Linked DNA regions of Mus musculus: region 2 is linked to region 1. A link is a contact called in public promoter capture Hi-C data. All regions are on one chromosome and are shown on one strand. The core of a region is the stretch at or near the end of the contact, and the rest is flanking DNA. Distances in the headings are between cores, read along the strand shown. Region 1 has its middle 11 kb from the start of Ndufa11. Region 2 overlaps Mllt1 (myeloid/lymphoid or mixed-lineage leukemia; translocated to, 1).

Region 1 (6,157 bases), core at 977-3,476:
ATATGACAATGGGATCCTGTGGTCACAGCAAGTTAGCTTTGTGGGAGATCACCATCGCCCCTCCTCAGTGCTGCCGAGTAAGTACCCTTGGCCCCGGGTCCTCATTTGTGCCATTGTGCCCCCCCCCCCAGCCTACTTAATGTGCATGAAGCTTCATTTATCTGTTGTTATTTGAGCCTCTTGATGGAAGCATGGTAATTATTTTTGCTATTTTAGAAGACAAGGCTCAGGCTGGAGAGGTGGCTCAGAGGTTAAGAGCACTGACTGCTCTTCTGAAGGTCCTGAGTTCAATTCCCAGCAATCACACGGTGGCTCACAACCATCCATAACAAGATCTGACACGTGTCTGAAGATAGCTACAGTGTGCTTATAAATAAATAAATCGAAGAAGAAGGAGGAGGAGAAGAGGAAGACAACAATGACGACAAGGCTCAGAGAGAATAACCACATCCCTAAGGTCACACAGCAAATGGAGAGAAAGCCAGGAATCTGACTGATGCCACAGCACTTATATCCCTGTTATATCCAGACATCCATGGAGTAAGGGGTATTGAAGCATGTTGTAGGAGTTTACTGGAAGAAGACAGGCAAGGAGCAGCATGGGAGATGGATTTAAGGACGGAAAGTGGGATGGCTAGGAGAACCCAGGGTGCTGGGTGCTCAGTCCCTTCCCTGAGCCGAGTCTCCTTCAAGTCCCCAGCACAGTTGTGAAGATCCAAATGTCCGGCTGTCACATGTGCAGCCTCACTCGGCCCCACAGACGCCCCTTTGGCAGCTAGAGGTCCAGGACCTGGTCCCCATCTGCATGGTCTGGGGACAGCCAAAGGTCATCTCTGGTCTCTCCCCTCAACATTAGAAGAAACTGAATGTGAGTGCGGGGAGCAGGGTGTGATAACTTCCTGTCCTGGGCTGGTCCTCTGAGGTCTCCCTTCCTGGTCTGCCTTCATTTCTTCTGACTCCCATTTTCCAGCCCCCTCCTACTCACACCGTCCTGACCCACACCATCCTGCCTCCCTACCCTGCCCCCACTAAGAATAAATCACCAGCAGTGTGGAGCAGGGACTGACAGGCAGGGGAGGACGGAGGAGGGTTAGAGAAGTGGCCTGCTGTCCCCTCCCATGCAGCTGGTCTCTGACACCTGACACCTGGAAAGACCATCAGTAGTCACCTGACTGACACCAAGGAGGCCTCTTTGAATGGCCCTCATTAGACACCCCTGAGGCCTGTTTTTCTGTTTTGCCTGGGACTCATAATCCTCTTGCCTCACTCAGCTTCCCGTTAGGATGACAGGTATGTGCCACTAAAGCCAGCTCGAACCTTGTTCTAAGGCTGCATGGCTCTGGGGAGCTGCAGCTGCCTGAGCTGAATTACAGGAGGAACCACAGAAGGTGAGAAATCAGAGATGGAGTCTCCCAGCACGGCAGGCTTGTGCTTGTTCCAACTGTCTGCTGGAGGTTGGGACTCCTGGCGACCCAGCGTGACTGGGAAAGTAAGCAAACTGAAGCAGATGTCCCTGATGACTGACAACCTGTCAATGGTACAGGACTAACTCTAGATCCTTCTCCAGGCAACCTTAAGCCGAGCCACGGAGATCAAAACTTGGGGACCCTGGCCCCACACCTCTTGGGAATTCGCCCAGAAAAAAACAAAGCTGCTTAGAGTAAAGTTCAGAGGTGGAGTACCTACCTAGAATCCCTCCGTGAGAGGCCAGGGGTTGTGATCAGAGGTGAAGTCCCACCCAGAATCCCCCAGGGAGGGGCTGGGGGCGTGGTCGGGGTGGAGTCCTGAATGAGGCCCTGGGTTCCTTAGCACATTAGCAGAGAGAAATACCTCTTAGCGCCCATTCAGTTCGAGTCCCCGAGCAAGGCGAGGGCCCTGTGCCTCTTCCCAGTTACATTACTCTGGTTCTTTCAGCCTTCAGGGAGCTGTTAAAGGCGATGCTGCAGTCTATGGTCCCTGGATCGAATTGGGGCTTTACCACTTTGTGGGCCCTGTGACTGTGAGCTCATTTGTGTCGCCATACCTCAGTTTTTCTGTCTGTCAAATGGAAATAATAGACCAACAATAACTATGTGGACACCCGGGTGGCTCCCTGGATCAACCGTTCTGATTTATGCCTCCTGTCTGGCCCACCATACTTACTGGCCCCGCCAGGCTCCAGCCTCCCTCCTGGCCGGCGGGGAGGGGCTGAGCGGGAAACAGGCTAATTTTAGTCCTGATGACACCCCCCTGGCTGCCAGCCCTGTGCAAACATCCCCAGTCAAGCTGGAGGTTCAAAGCGTCCCCCACCCCCAGCCCGCCGCGGAAAGATGCTGTTTATTCATTCTTGTTGGCCCAGCAGCCCCAGCCTGCCTGTGCCTGCCACCCAGGACTCTGTCCAGAACCAGTGTCGCCCCACCCGTGTCACCCTGGAAGGCCCAGCTCACCTGAGACCTCTCCAAGGCCAGCGGGGGGTGGGGGGGCGCTAAGAGCTCTCAGGGTCCAGCGGGGGGTCTCTCTGGGAGCCCAGACCCCAGAGTCTGTCCAAGCCCACTCAGACACTGTTCTTCGGAGACTTGGGGATCTAGGTCGTGCTCCACAGGTCTGGGGGTAGAGTCTGTCAAGGCCGGGAGGTTTGGGAATCAAACTTAGGATGCTCATTTATTCATTCATTCATTCATTCATTCATTCAATTTACTGAGCTCCCATTCCATCAGGAAACAATGTCAGAGACAAAGGAGTTGGTGAGATAGATGAATAAGCCAGGATAAATGATGCAAGGATTGTAGCATAGGATGCTTCTCTGAGGAGGAGCAGGCACGTTGGGGAGTGAGAGAGGATAATTTCCCCGAGTGAGGCAGGTCTCACGGAGCCCACCCAGACTGTGGCCTCCAGCTTGCTCTGTAGCTGGGGGTGGAACTTGGGGCCCCATGCATGCTGGGTGAGTCCTTTACCCACTGAGTCGCAGTCCCTGCAGCATTGGGAGGTGCACTCCACATGCGCAAAGGTCCTGGGGTCAGAACAGTGAAGAAGCAGAGGGTCCTGGGAGGGTGAAGGGCAGAGATTGGCCTTACACCCAATTCTCCTCCCATTTGGACAGGAAAGTTTCTGGAATTGTCACCATGCTGATTTGGGAGGTGACAGGTCTGAGGACTGCAGCTGGGCTGCTGAAAGGCTCAGCGGCTGGCAGGTGGATTCCAGCTGTAAATGAGAGCTTCCGGAACATTCTGAGAGTCCAGGGAAGGGGAAATTATGGCTCTCTAGAGAATGCTAATGGGATGGCAGGGCGGATGGGGACAAATTCCAGAGCATCTTCAGCACGTGGCATCTCCATACGCTCCCCATGGCGCTGGGCCTGTTGCCCAGGTTGTTGACATTCTAGCTCTTTTTTTTTTCTTATCCTAGTGTGGGGCAGGTGTCCTAGAAAAAGAAAGTCCCCCAAATAAAAGCCCTAAAAAATCCTGTGTTTTTTAACCTCTTCCTCACAGCCTCACTGTTTTCTTTCTGGCAAAATTCTTGACTCTTTCTTCCTTTCTTTCTTCCTTCCTTTCTTTCTTTCTTTCTTTCTTTCTTTCTTTCTTTCTTTCTTCCTTTCTTTCTTCCTTTCTTTCTTTCTTTTGCCTTTTCTTTCTTTCTTTCTTTCTCTTTCTTTTCTCTCTCTCTCTCTCTCTCTCTCTCTCTCTCTCTTCCCTTTCTTTCTTTCTTTCTTCTTAACTTTTCAAACCACCACACCTCTACTCCTCAAGACATGCCTGAGAGAAAGGCCCCTTTGTTCCATCCCAGCATGGTCTCTGGAATGTTCTCTGCCTCCCAGCTGCCCTGCACCTACAAGGTCTTGTTTCTTCACACACTATTTGGCAAGGGGCTTTTTTCTTTTCTTTTTAAATTTCTTCCCTCTACTTGACAAAAGATGGCCTGGTGACATTTATTTCCAGAAATTGGAGATTAAGCATGCCTGGCCCACCTCTTCGCCCACCACCCGCTGAAACCAAGGCAGCATGAACCTGTCAAGTTTGGAGTGCCAGGGCAGGCAGACCCCAACGTGTCAGGGGCCCCAGGGTGAGGACAGTCCGGGGGCGGGCAACAAGGGGGATGCCAGGTTTCTGTCACACAGAGTCCCCCACCCCTACCCCCACTCCGCCCCACTCTGGCTGGATTCCACTGCTCCCAGCACTGGAGGGATGGTAGGCAGAGAGGGGCCAAGTCATTCATTCATTCATTCATTTTAGACATGGTCTCTCTACATAGTCTTGGCTGTCCTGGAACTCACTCTATAGACCAAGCTGGCCTCAAATTCATGAAGGTCTGCCCCTCACCCCCAGCCTCCTTACTGCTGGGATTAAAGATGTGTGCCCCCACACCAGTCCAGGCCAAGTTCTTAACAATAACAGGGGGAGGATACTGAGGCCCAGGCTTGGGATGCTGTGTTTTCCCGCTCTTGTTCACAATTCTGTAGAAACATATATAAAGACCCTTGAGGTTCCTGGATAGATGTCACAAAGCCTCCCATCCCCACAGACGGTGCTGGCATGGTAAGGGTCCATGATTCTCTGAATGCTGAGGGAACCAGGCCGTGGTAATCTCAGCACTTGGGAGGCAGAGGCAGGCAGATTTCTGAGTTCAAGACCAGCCTGGTCTACAAAGTGAGTTACAGGACAGCCAGGGCTATACAGAGAAACCCTGTCTCAGAAAACAAACAAAAACAATGCCTAGGGGAGACTGAGATAGGATGGGTAGTGGTGAATCAAGGCCTCCCCATCATCACAGTGCGTACACGGGGAACCCAGTGGTCTGTTCCAGCTGGTCCAGGTGGAAAGATGCAAAGAGCCCTTGAAAGCCACCAGTGACCCTGACCTGAGTTAGATCCTGTGTACCTGTGGCTTCTGAGCTACCCACACAGCACAGCTGGCTCAGGTGTGTGCAGAGGGGTGCAGGAGGCCTCTACTGGAGTTTCTGTGAAGCAGCAGGGGGAGAGCTGGTCCTGAGTCCACAGGGGATGGACATGGGGCCCCACACCCAGGGTGATGAGGTGGTGAAGCATTGCCCAGCCTGGGAACAGGTCCCCTCCATCATTGCAGCCTGTGGTCTCAGGGATGAAATCCCCAGCAGGCCTGTAAGCTGGGGCTGAGGGAAGCATTCTTAGGACCTAACAAGAGCCAAGACCCTCATCAGAATGGGCGATGGCTCTGGGTCTGGGGAAGGAATTTCTAGCCCCTGCCTAAACGGACAGCATCCCTTGCTCAGAGAGAGTCCAATGAAGCCTCAGGTCCTACAGCATTCTCAGGAGGAATGCTGGTCCCCCACTGGGCAGGGGTCCCCTGTCCTCAAGGAATGGCCCTGAGGAGTCAGTGGCTGGTCCCTCTGCTCATCATGGGGCTGGGCAGCTGTGTTCAAGTCCTTGTCTACTTTGCCCTGTTGTGGGCCGTGGTGGGGATCAGGAAGATCAGGTAGTACAAACATTTCTGAAAAGAAAGTGTTTGCAGAAGAGGAGGCATAAAAGCCAACAGTGACTGAGGAGGTGGCTTGAATTGGGGACAGAGTTGTGAGGGGGCAGGGTACTCAGGGAAGATGTGACTCTTGCAGTCCTGCCTGCCATCAAAGGGCTGGGGGATGTCCTAGCATGAGGACCTGCATTTAAATCTCCAGAACCCATGGGAAAGCTACACTTACTGGTGTGTGCCTGTTCCCCAGCATTGGAAGGAGGCGACAAGAAGATGCCTGGGACCTGTTGATCACCAGATGGACCAGTGAGGTCCAGGCCAGTGAGACTTTGCCTCAGAAAACAAGACTGAGAACAAGGGAGACAGCTGAGGCTGACCTCTGTCCTACACACACACACTCATTTATACACATGCATGCACACACACAATACATACGTAGGCATGCACACACACGTGCACACACTTGCTGCACTCATGTATGCATACAAACACTTGTACACACACTCATGCACACACACATGAACTCATGTACCCACATACATGCACTCATACACACATGCACACATTCCTGCACACACTTAATGAATGCACACACACACCTGCAGGTTCATTCCTAGTTCCCATGAAGAGATGGAGTTCTCTGGAAGGGGTCAGAAGAAAGCATGGAAGAGAAGTTCTGAATGACTTCTGAACCCCAACCCTCCCTCATCTGCGATTGAGATTCCAAGTTGGGGCTC
Region 2 (6,157 bases), core at 1,345-3,844, 170 kb after region 1:
GGGGCAAGCCTCAGACCCTGCTGTAGTCCTGCAAAGCAGGTTGTACAAGGGTTACACAGAATGATGTGCAGCCCGGGTACCCGAGTGTCAGATGTGCTTAGCCCACAGTGGGTAGGATTACTGAATCACACTGCACCAGCAGGTCTGAGTAGTCAACCCCCACCCCCGACTCTTAGCTCCATAAGCTCAGTGAATGTGCAAGAAGCTCTTGGGGACCCCAGGTAAGCATTGCAACACAGTAGTCTCCTGACACGCTAACTGGCTCCAGCGTTAGTTCTTGCACCATGTGGGCTTTGGGGTCAAACCTAGGTTCCTCAGGACTGGTGGCAAGTGACTTTACCCATTAAGCCAGCCACCAGGGCACTTCCTCCCTCAGCTCCCACAGTCAGTTGGTTTTATATCCAGGGCTCCTGCTCTGTGGCTGCAAGCCAGGCTCTAGGTCAGACTGTTACCAGGCAAGCACAACCTCAGCTTCCCCTCGCTTTTGCCTCTCTCTGTGCTCAACAGCTGGGGATGCTGGACCTTGGACCTCCTTAGGGAGCATGCCAGCACCTCGTGTGTGCGTGCGTGTGTGCGTGTGTGTGTGTGTGTGTGTACTCTACCTGCAGTGAACTCGTAAGCACACTACTCTACAGCAGGGCCAATGGAGCCCTGGGGTGCTATCCATCTCTAGCTCTGCCTGTCACAGCCTAGTGTTCAGCTTATTGGAGGCCTAGAAAGAGAGACCCCCTAGATGTCCCATTCTGGGGACCTGGGGTAAGGACCTGGGAGAAGCCTACAACTCCCCTACCCTGGCTAGCATGGGAAGCTGACTCCCATCCTCCAGGATTCCTGTCATGTCCAGCTTCCCACAGGTAGCTAACCTTACTCTACAGTGTAGTGTGGATGCCAGCGAAGGCCATGCTGAAAAGGAAAGCCTGGCCAACTCCCAGTCCCCGAGCCCGCCCTAGCAGTGCTGCCCACACACCTGGACTCCCGGCCTGGGTTGGCCTTGCCGGTGTTCTCCTCTCCTGACGATGAGTCATCCTCATCAGAGCCCTCAGACTGCAGGTCCTCCACCATGGAGCGCAGGGGTCCTGAGGGCAAATGGAGGGGAGAGCTGAGCCTCTGGCTGCCTCCCCCAGGGCCACCCCAGACTCATCACCACCTGTGGGGTCCCTCTGGCCAACAGCAGGTTCCCCACCCCTACCTTCCTGGCCTTCCTCATAGGCTTCAGGTTCCTGGTCTGCTAGTGGCCTGTAAGATCCCTCCATCACAGCAGCCAAAGGCTCAGAACCCAAGTGGGCCAGCAAGGACCAGAGTCCCCGCACAGCCTGCACCCCTCTGTGAGGATGCCCAGTATTTCAGTAGCCCTACATGGTGCTCTGGTCCACCGTCCTCCCTTTTCTCCAGAGGCACCCAGTTCCAGTCCCCTACAGATGGCATCTTGGTTTATATTCCTGTTGCCAAGGCAACAGAGGGACACAAAGCCCTCAATTACCTTGGTCACATGATGTCGATTCAGCTGGTTCCCTATCCAGCAGATAAAAACCTTGGAGAGTATAGGCTTCAAGAATGCCATCCCCCAGCCAAGCTCCTGCCCCCCGAAAAGGCTGACACCATGGGAGGCAGGCAAAGGTTCCTCTGAGGCTGGTTACAGTAGCCAGCCTAGTTTCCAGTCCCTCCCTGGGGAGAACCACTAGAGTAGCCAGGCCCAGCACACAGGCTGCCATTTGATGGGCTGGCACAGGGTGGGCCTGCACTGCTGAGTGAGTCTATCAGAAGGAAGTAGGTTTCTATAGCTGCAGGTCTTTGAACCCCAGGGACTGAGCAGGCTTCTGGGCGAGCACAAGTACTTGCCATTTACAAATCCTAGACCACCAGGAGCTGACAGCGTGGGCCTCTACTGCCTCCTGGGTGTTGAGGTCAGCACAGGGGAAAGGAATGCCAGCCCAAAGGAGGGTCTGGCCCAGGGGCACTCAGCCCAGGGGTGCAAACCCAGGCTCAGTCTTTCTGAAGCAACAGGCAGACCAGACCTAGCCTGATCCTCTCCCTGGCTCATTTGTGCTCCTCCCTAGGCCAGGCCTACTGCCTTGCCTCCACTCCTGTGTCTCCTACCTCTACCCCTTCTACCAGCTCCAGCTCCCCTTCGGACCCACCTTGGCTGTGGTTCTGAGACGGCTCAAAGTCTGAGTCAGAGCTGGAGTCAGAGCTGGAGCTGGCATTAGCTGGGCTTGACTGGGCCGACTTCAGCCCACGCCAGGGCAGCACAAGAGGGAAAGAAGAGATTGTCATCTTGCAGGTCAGAGGAGGGGGTAATGAAGGGGCCAAACAGTTCAAGGCACCCAGGATAGCCTTCTGCCCCAGCTCACATAGAGCCTGAGGCTGGTGAAGACAGGAAACACAGAATTCTCAGTAAAGCTGCCTGCCTTACTGGGGGTTCAGACAATGACCAAAAGCCCAAATCCTACCCAAGCCTCACCACCACCCACCAGCCGCACAGGAGTGATGGCAGGACTGTCTGCCACAAACACCATGGAGCAGGGCACACCTTAACTGGTCTTCCTGTAGCTGCACAGGGATGAACTTAGCCACCAGGGGGCAGTGACAGCCTGGACATCACACAAGGCAGGAGGCTTCCACTGTGTGAGTGAGCCCTTCAGTGAATACTGGGAGGCAGGTGTGTGTGTGTGCGTGTGCGTTTGTGTGCGCATGACATGTGGTGTGTGAAGTGCAGTGTGTGCACTGTGTGTGGTGTGTGCTGTAGCATGTGTGTTACACATGGTGTTGGGGATGTGGCCATGACACACACACAGTTGTTACAGATACCAGCAGGTGGGATGCGAACAAGCAGCAGGGACAGCTGAGCTTAGCCCTGGGGCAGAGTGGCTACAGCCCTTCTCTTCCCCGGGTCACAGGGTCGGGTGGGAATAGGACATGCCCACTGTGGGAGAGCCCAGGATCCAGAGCTAGTCAGCCCTCAGCCCTGCCCAGAACAAGGGATAGGGAAGTGCTTGCCTACAAAAGACTTTAGCTTGGGCAAAGCGGCCTGCCTGGGAGGGAACATTCCAGACTGAAGGAAGAAACTGCCCTATGCAGGGCTCACTGGAGCCCAGCCCACTGGAGCCCAGCTGTGTGTGTATGGCTTCTTCTCACTACCTTCCTACTGGTCAGCGGGAGTGCTGAGGGAACCTGCCCTAGGCACCCATAAGTCTGCCCACTGTGAAGTTCTCAGGGTAGAACCTCACAGACCAGTCCTGGAGCCAAGGCACCCTCCCTTGCACACACCCAACCTCTTAGTTTTCCCTGGGCACAAAGTGATGAAAAACGGCTGCTATCTGGCATTGCTCCAGGTCAGGGCAGGCTCTAGATTCAAGCCTCAATTTCCCTACCTATATGGGAGTGGCTCTACAGGTCCCTGCTTGGATCAATGTCCTACCTACTAGGCTCAGGCACAAACCAGGAGCCTCAGTGGGCTTGTGGTGGTCTGCACACCACTTGCCACCGTCTCTACAGTGACCTGAGGGGCAAGGACTAATGGAATCTGGAAACATTTCTCATTAGAGAGGCCCAGGAGGTGACCAGCAGGCACCCATAGCACTACAGCTACCACACTTCTCCCATGGCCCTCGGTGGCTAGGACTGAATGGTCCAGGAACCAGAAGGGCCTGGGGTGTGGACCGCAGTGCAGAGGAGAGCGGCAAGGCCAGCAAGCTTCCAGCAGCAGCTGCTCCCTCCTCAGGGCTGCCTGTCTCTTGCCCCAGCAGCTGAGGCAGTGCTCTGACTGTTCAGCCTGCACTCGGCTCTAGCCTGGAGGCAGTGGCACCGGGAGAGGAAGTGCCCATACACTGTCCTTGCCTGGGACAAAACATCCGTGCACAGCTCTCAGGAAGGGCTGGTTCCCCAGCTGCATAAGAGCCCTGTCCTGGCGCCTGGGGGAGGAGAAGCAGAGGTCAAACCTGGCAGCCCAGTGTTTCAAGACATAGGCCCGGAGCCCAGATAGCTCCAGTGATGAGCGCTGGAAGCTACTCACAGTTCTGCTCTCGCTGAGAACTGTGGGAAGTCACTAGCACCCAATAAGCACAGTGGCAGGAGCACTAGGTTACAGAGCTCTCGACCCCAAACCAGTTCAGGATAGCCCCAAGAGCATCTTCAAAGCTTCTTACCCAGGGCCCTGACACAGGCAGGCAATTCTCTAGGAGTTGGCCAACTGCACCCTATACCTTGCCTTGTGCAGAGACAGGAAAGAGAGCTCTGTACTGTTCAGTGGCCATCCCGTACCTTCCTGATGGGGAGTAGGCCCAAGGCCCACCGGGAAAGGGAGAACACAGAGGGATGAACTCTCTGGTTAATCTTCAAGAGTCAGCAGTGTCTACCTAGTCACCAAAGCTGCCCATCCACTGAGGAGCATGAGGGCTAGAGCTGTTAACTCAAGTGCTACAAGGCCCATACCATCCAGGGACCCCAGCTACCACTGCATGGGCAGGAGAGAGCTGACCCAGGGGAGACAGCAGCCTGGCAAAGGGACAGCCACCACCCCCTGCTCACCTCTGACCGGAAGGAGGCCTCATCCTCTGAGTTTGAGTCTTCAGTCTGCAGAGTCCGCTTGGCCTCCCGAGGCTCACTCTCTGCCTTCCCCTTGTCACCTTTGCTGTTCTTGTCCCTGGCCACCTTCTTGTCAGGAAAGGAGGAAGCTCGGGGTGAGGTGCCTGGTGCACGCCGTGTCCCCTTTGACCCACTCTTTTTAGGCTTTTTGGCGCTGAGCTTCGGTGAGTCCGTGGCAGCTGGCCTCTTGCTGGAGGCCTTGGGCAGGGTAGGAGGCTGGGGCACCCCCTTGGGGGACAGGCTCTCCAGCTTGGTTTCCTTTAGGGCCATCTTGGGCTCCTTGAAGGCAGCCTTGGGCACTGGGGCCTTCTCCTCCTTGGGCAGCTTGCGTGCAGCATCCTTGGCACTCTTGGGCTCACGCTCCGGCTCCTTGGAGCAACTCCTGCTCTCTGAGTCCTTGCGCGGCCGCTCACGGTGCTCCCTGGCCACCTTGTGTGGTTTGGAAGCCTTGCCACTCTCCTTGTTGGCATCCTACAAGGCCAAGGGCAGGGAAGGTGAGGAAGATGTGTTAGCGGCACTCCGGGGCCGCCTGGCTTTGCCACCCCAACCTGGGCAAAAGCTGATCGGCCTGTTTGGAATGTGTAGAGAGAATCCGCAGAGTGAAAGGCTGTGACCAACAGACACACCAGAGCAGTGCCCGCAAACCTGCAGGGTCACAAGTGCCCACAGCTGCCCACATGTGGGAGACCTGAGGCTGCCCCTGACAGGAAGGTGCTGGCCATCCTCCATCCTTGAGGCCCTAGTCCATGTCCTCAATACTCGCATCCCATTTTGGAATGCTCAACTCACGCCTCCACCAGTTCTAGCCTTCTCTTCAGAAGGCACAGCCAGTGGCCAGGCAAAGAGCTCAGAGTTAGCCAGGCAATAGCTCTTTCATGCAGACCATAACCCAGGACAGACATGGCCGAAAGTACCACCAAGAACACCAAGCCGGTGGGACAAATACCTGGCACAAGGGGCTACGTAACACACTTGGACCACCCAGGAGTCTAGGGTCAGATGAAGCTGCCTGAGGACTCCAACCTATGCCACTGGCCATGTTCCTATAAACCTGACAAGGGACACTGCAGCTGGCATGAGTGTGATAAGTGCCTCATAGAGACTGGGAGGAGGGGGGCTGTCCCCCAGTAAGCCACAAGGGAGGCAAGAAATGGAAATCATGTGGTCCTCACCCTCTCTTGCAGAGGAAAAGCTTGCAGGACTGCAGGGCAAGATGGCTGACAGGAATGTGCCCACGGCTGTGAGTGGTTGACAGGAACCACTCTCCTGGGGTCATGCCCAGGAAACTAGAGTCAACTAGCACTCCATAGTGAGACCCAGTCTCAAACACAGGAAAATCACTTGTATCTGTGAAGGCACAGTCAGTGAGGATGAGGTCATCACAGGCTCAATGCTGCCCTCACAGTGAAGAGGTGCACTTCCGAGAGGCTGCCAAGGCTCACGGCCTAGTATCCAGTAGAGTGACACAGTCCATGCCTCCAGGGGAACAGGTCTGGGTGGGCCTGGTTCCAGCTGCAGGTTCCTGACAACAATCCCTGAGAGGTTCACCTCCTGCTCACTGTGGCCCCGTGCA

The links. Promoter capture Hi-C pulls out the DNA fragments that hold promoters and counts their contacts.
Region 2: a contact with region 1 is called in a promoter capture Hi-C map of hippocampal neurons, with 2.4 times the contacts expected there. The contact joins two enhancer-like sites. A contact is called at or near these places in 6 of 39 promoter capture datasets (embryonic stem cells, hippocampal neurons, liver and 2 more), 1 of 484 Hi-C or Micro-C datasets (embryonic stem cells), 8 of 115 datasets of contacts at active chromatin or transcription factors (embryonic stem cells and pro-B cells) and 3 of 9 other capture datasets (adipose tissue, liver and pancreatic islet).

The regions. Positions count from the first base shown.
Region 1 is chr17:56,726,090-56,732,246 of GRCm38.p6, forward strand. No RefSeq gene overlaps it. Among named protein-coding and RNA genes, the nearest start is that of Ndufa11, 11 kb to the left of the region's middle. Within about 2 kb of position 2,227, at least 47 of the 459 cell types and tissues checked have an H3K27ac peak or open chromatin away from gene starts, as enhancers often do. A contact at or near this core is called in hippocampal neurons, where this site is marked.
Region 2 is chr17:56,895,242-56,901,398 of GRCm38.p6, forward strand. It overlaps Mllt1 (myeloid/lymphoid or mixed-lineage leukemia; translocated to, 1), which reads right to left. Exons shown (of 12, transcript NM_022328.2): 6 at 4,528-5,055; 7 at 2,139-2,226; 8 at 968-1,076. Among named protein-coding and RNA genes, the nearest start is that of Acsbg3, 23 kb to the left of the region's middle. Within about 2 kb of position 2,595, at least 94 of the 459 cell types and tissues checked have an H3K27ac peak or open chromatin away from gene starts, as enhancers often do. A contact at or near this core is called in hippocampal neurons, where this site is marked.